2 separate regions of the Hordeum vulgare genome follow, and region 1 is linked to region 2. The links are chromatin contacts, called in public Hi-C maps. All regions are on one chromosome and are shown on one strand. Each heading gives the region's core, a stretch centred on a gene start, on an enhancer-like site or on the middle of the called end of the contact. The rest is flanking DNA. Distances are from core to core; before and after follow the strand shown. Region 1 overlaps LOC123403026 (U-box domain-containing protein 5). Region 2 has its middle 57 kb from the start of LOC123402948.

Region 1 (2,803 bases), core at 189-2,688, 210 kb after region 2:
GATGGAGTTCAACCTTAACAGGTCTTCACTGAAATATTGGTATATCAAAACTGTGTTTGGAACGTAGAACGGAATGGGCCCTCGAGATCTGGTGGGGGATTGTTGAAATATGGGATGGGCTTTAGACCCATCCAACAATTTCACAAAAATCTCTATGGGCCCATGTAGATGTTATGACAAGGAAGTGATGAAAGTTTAGTCCCACTCCGTTGGTGGAGAAGAAGTTGGACCTGCTTATAAGGGATTCTCTTTCACATGCTATTGAAGCTTGAGAAGAGAAGTGGTTGTTGTGCGCTCTTTCTCCGTCGTCCTTCTCGCCATGCCTCTTCGCGTCACGCGACGGGTTGAGGAAATGAGCCGAGCTGAGAGTCCTTAGCAGACGAGCCACGATCTAAAACGTTGGATCGCGGAGTGTTGCTGACTTGGATGTGGGGGCGTCGGTAACCCTAACCGCCACGAGAAAAACACGTCGCATGTACTCTGCCTCCATGCGCACCACCCCGACATCTTTTTGTTGTGGCTGCTATGAGTGATCCCTTTCTGTCCACCACGTACACGATTGACGTGACAGCAGGCCTCCGAAACCACCGCCTCTCCAGAACATGTACGAGAAAGGGATGGTTAGGTTTTTGAAGAGAGTCTCCTACGTACGCGACTACTCGCCGCCTTCCATCTACGTTAGTTGCATCGTCTAAATCCACGTCGCCATCCTTGCCGCCATGGCCACTGAAGACCGACTCGTCGTCGAAAAACTTGAAGCCGAGAAGAAGGCAACTTAGGAGACCGTTTCGGCTGCGGTGTCTGCGTGGCCTGTGGCCTATTGAAGGGTATAACTCCCTTATCCCGTTCATGTTAATTACCAGCGTTATGTGTAGATGTGTCTATTGTTTAAGTAGTAAGTGCTCATCTCATCGAATATCAATTTATGCTTAGCAACGCGTACATCATGTTCGTGATTTATTCCTAGATTAAACTAATCAAAAAACTGCTAATGTTATCAACAGTTCGAACGTCTCCGTGAACATTTGGTGAGGTTTGTTTCGGTGATCCGTGGTGGAGTTGCCCTCACTCCCCTGGCGCCAGGAGCACGGGAGGTGATCATCAGAACGGTGCCTTTTGCATTGCCCCGAAGGAAAGGGACAAACGAGCAAGATGCCGGCATGGCAACACGGTGCGTCGCACCTGGGCGTCATCATAGGACGAAGAAGACACATCCATGGTCGGCATCAGTCCGCCCATCCATCCATCCATCCACAGATTGGACGACCATGACTGGGATGATGGGCGTCGAGTGCGGGATGATCGGGCGCGCCATGGGCATTAACGGCGCTGATCCAGCGAAAAGCGAACACTCCGGAAAGGACCGGGACGGGACGAAACCCAAAGCTGAGCGCCACCAGTGGCAGTACCATACCTGATGCTCTCCACACATGCATGCACGTACCAGGTCAGGTTCCCTGCACCGGGCAGGAGACGATCTCCGGCACCGAACTACTGCACGGGGTGCTGGCCAGCCCGAGCCAATCATGGCGACTGAAACCGGCATGATTGCGAGCTCCATTCGTCTTTCTTTTTCTTTCTTTCTTCCTCCTTTGCCTGCTCGGTAACCGTCTTCACGATCCATCGTGCGATGACTGACATAAAAGGGTACAACAGATCTGCGGATCCTTGGAGCGCCGGCCCGCCTGCGGGACGGATCCGGAGCACCTGGACGCCCAGCAATTGGCACAAACAAAGGCGACTGCGCAGTTGCGAAAGAGGCCGCATGATTGCATTCTGCATCATAATGTGATGGTGATGCCAGCCAATTTTTTTGTATGATATGAGTGCCGCGGGATGGCTCCAGCTGACCAAATGGCAACTTGTGTGTGTATATATCATTGAACAGCACTGGTAAATTTCCACTTAGAATTACCCAAGTTGGGAAATTACATCCTTCATTGTGCATGAGAAGGAGCTTAGAATTCCCACTTACAATTACCCAAGTTGGGAAATTTCCATTAGAATTACTTATCTTATCCCAAGGCATGAGAAAGAGCTCTTTTCTGGCAAATAATAGGATGAGCCACTTGCCCTGCTTTGTTGAGATAAGAATAAGATGAGTAAAATCTTCATTCATTTGGGGCTTTCCAGCTACTGTGGAACAGTAGGGTACAAAAAGGCAAACTTTTTGCCACTGAAGGCAGGCATGGATGGAACTATACCAGCTGTCTTTCTTTACTTCTTATACACACACATCTACAATCTGCAAGACTGGTAAATCTGCTAACCAATATATACCGAAAGACTCGAGGATGAAAAAGATCATCTCACCAAGCATTTCATCCGGGCAATACAACTGCTACTTTTACCATCTATATATGCCAAGCAAAAAAAGAACGGTTAGTGTTGTACTAACATGTACAAGGCCTACAAACTCTGTCCTCAAAACAGCGTCAGGGACCGAGGTTTCGAGAAAATGTTCAGCTTCCTTTGGAAAAACCCAGATGACTTCGATGCTGGCCGCCTGTGAATCGGGCTCTCCGTGGGAGGATCCTCTACTATCACCTCGGCGGCCGCCACTTCCTGTGAACACGAGTTGTTGATCTCGCTTTGCCTCATGTCCCTAAGAAGATTCAGTAGCTTGAACGAGCAACTCTTCGCTTCATCAATCCCGTTCACCGACAGGTCCACGAGGGCGGGGATTACGCCCTCCTTCATCACGTGGGAGCAATCCTCCACGCTACGGGAACATATTGCCAGAAGGATTATCACTGCAAGTTCTCGCTCTTTAGGGCTTCCTGTGTCTAGATACTCTGCAATG
Region 2 (2,834 bases), core at 114-2,613:
CCAAAGATCTGGTGCAGAGCTCGCTCGGATTCGCGAAAAAGCTCTCAGGCCCCCTACCTGGCGCCAAAGATGTCGGGAAAATTGACACGCCTGTGGGAACCTCGACGGATCCCTTGATCGTTTGGCGGGGAGTTGGGTGGCGCCAAGAGCAGAGCTAGTGATCAGCACCGGCAAGGTTTTTACCCAGGTTCAGGCCACTTAGTGCATAAAACCCTACTCCTGCTTTGCTTGTTGTATTGGGTGCTTAGTTTAGGGTTACTTGCTACAGTAATTGCCTTTCGGCTGGTGATCAAAGAGTCTAAAATCCCAAAAGGTCCAACCCCTAGAACTGGGCTTTGGGCCTCCTTTTATAGGCAAAGGGGTCACCAACAGTGCTCTGTAGTGGGTTCACGAGTCGCATAGTGAACAGGGTTCACCGCTATCTATCTACAGTAGTGTCAGGGGCAGTAAATGCCTTGTCAGCCCCCCTGACCTGCATCAAGGTGGCATCGACACGTACCCATGGGCTTTGTGCTGGCGCATGAGGGATGCGCTGGAGCGGTGGCAGTCGGTGGCACTGTGGCAGGAGGGACACCTGGCGGGCGAAGGGAGCTTGTCGGCCTGGCGTCCTTGCCTGTGGTCTAACCTGTCTTCCCGGCAATGAGGGCTTGTCGGGGCCTCGGACGTCTTCCTGGCAAGGAGGGCTTGTCGGGGCCTTGCGTCTTTTCCCGACAAGGAGGGCTTGCCGAGGCCTTGTGGGTCTTCCCGGCAAGGAGGGTTTGCCGGGGCCTTGTAGCTTGGGCTTGTTCTTCACACCCTTCGAGGGGGTGTGGCCTTGGTGAGCTTGTATTATCTTTCCCGTCAGCCTTCTTCGTGTACTGCCGCCAAGGGTGTTGCCGACGCCCGTGCACAAGTCTAAAGCACAGGAGACCCTAGTCTTCAGTGCACCGACAATGGTTGAAACAAATCGAAGACGATGATCACGAAGAACAAATTTATAACAGATGAGAAGATTATGAGCATTATTTTTGGTGGACTTTTGAGTCAAACATTAGCATAATTCTCTTCCGGAAAGGCATGGAAAAGAGACACAGGACTGGAGTCAGAAGAAGCACCGCTCACCAACTCCAAGCTTTAAAATAGTAAAGAAGGCACCCAATCATCCACACGGTTAATGACCAGTCGTTTGAGTTTGCTCAAGGGGCTGAGGTGGAGTATGAGAAACATGCATGGAGCGAGTAATCAATCATAGGGCAAGCAAGCGGCATCTGGTCTTTATCAAGTTTGTTGGCTCCCCAAGAGCCAGGGCCCCAGAATGATGGATAGGTCCCCCGAGAGAAGAACAGATAGCTGGTAGGTATCCTTTTCGGGTGGCTCGCTCTTCCATTCCCTTGTGTCGGATGCCTTCCTTCCTTCCGTCTTTAGGCCTCCCTCTACCTCTACACAGCTGTGAAGATTAAGGGCAAAGGTGCAATGTCACAGGCCACGGGAACAGGAAGTCAAGCCTCTCAAAAGCCAAGTAAACTTAACAGCAATGCATGCAGCAGGTCTCAAGACCATGGGGCCCGTTGAGAATTTCCAGCCCAAATGCAAGCCAATAAGTGAAGGTTACTGGTGTTTCAGTAGAAATGGGGAGGATTAAGATGATGGGTACCTACGTGCAAATGATTAGCTTGTGGAATAAAAATGCCGGCTGAATGCATTATTGGAGCTTAGTGTGCTTCAACCTTCAAGCCTGACGATTAATGAGGTCGAGATGTCATCTGAGACGCAGCACTCCAGTGGCCACTAGCAAAGTTGTCGATGGTTAACTAGTCACACGTGAATACCAGGACTGCATTTTTTTTCTATGTACGTGTACATCACGCTTACGGTCTACCACACATCCATGCATCCACGTATAGTTCTTGAGGCTTGGCTGCCGCGCTCTTTACAAGTCCGTGGTCATTTTGTTTCACGTGTATTGCAGCTCATTCGCTGTGCGGTGTAGACGCGCCAAATTAAGTTTCCATCTGCGTCTTTTCTTTCGTCGCAAAAGAGTAAAAGCAAAATCCTTTCTCCATGGGGGTGTCGGCACAGCCATTAGGCCCTGTTTGAATCATCATTTTCCTTTTAAATACACTTGTAAAAAATACACACATGCAGCCGTCGATTCATTTCCGGATGGAATTTGCACAGCGACCAATAAATTACAGATGTAAGTTGTATACCTCCGTATTGAAATACATCCAATCCAAACACGACCTTAGCTGGATGCACAACAGGCCACTAAAAACCTTATCCTGCACCACATCCGTCAGAATCCGATCAAAGCGTAGATGCATTTTACTTGACCGAACTAAGCGCCCGTCAAAGACAGAACGTGTCGCCACTCACTCCCACACACACACTGGCTCACGCGTGCATTAGAGCATGCTAGTACCCCGGTTAGTTCGCCTAAGCACCCCCCGATCGGCAGCAGCCACTCACCCGCAGTCGCAGTTGCAGCCTGGGCGGGGCAAGGCAAGGCAAAGGCCGCAAGGCGCACAGACGCAACCACGAAAGCGAAGCGTGTCCGCCGCGCACACGGCAAGGAAAGGGATGTTCCTTTCTCCTCGGTGCCATGAACTTGGCCAGCCAGCCTGCGTGATCGACCTCCACTGCCGCTGCCGCTGCCGCTGCCACTGGAGGAGTGGACGAAAAGAAGACTTCCACTGCCGCTGCCGCTGGAGGAGTGGACGAAAAGAGGCACCACACCAGTAAGCTGAGCAGCAGCCGAGCCAACCCGTTGTGGGATTAATTTACACGATCGAGCATCTGTCTGTCTGTCCGTCTGTCAGCGTTCTGCGCTCCAGCTACCGGGGAGCAGGGAGAGC

What was found. Hi-C and Micro-C count contacts between places; a contact is called where the count stands out from the background.
Region 1: a Hi-C map of seedling shows a contact between it and region 2, with 3 times the contacts expected there. The contact joins two enhancer-like sites. A contact is called at or near these places in 2 of 6 Hi-C or Micro-C datasets (leaf and seedling).

Annotation. Positions count from the first base shown.
Region 1 is chr6H:464,198,158-464,200,960 of MorexV3_pseudomolecules_assembly, forward strand. LOC123403026 (U-box domain-containing protein 5) reads right to left here. Exons shown (of 7, transcript XM_045097005.1): 7 at 2,095-2,803. The coding sequence ends at 2,425. Among protein-coding and RNA genes, the nearest start is that of LOC123403026, 6.0 kb to the right of the region's middle. Within about 2 kb of position 1,439, at least 3 of the 3 cell types and tissues checked have open chromatin away from gene starts, as enhancers often do. A contact at or near this core is called in leaf and seedling, where this site is marked.
Region 2 is chr6H:463,990,153-463,992,986 of MorexV3_pseudomolecules_assembly, forward strand. No RefSeq gene overlaps it. Among protein-coding and RNA genes, the nearest start is that of LOC123402948, 57 kb to the left of the region's middle. Within about 2 kb of position 1,364, at least 3 of the 3 cell types and tissues checked have open chromatin away from gene starts, as enhancers often do. A contact at or near this core is called in leaf and seedling, where this site is marked.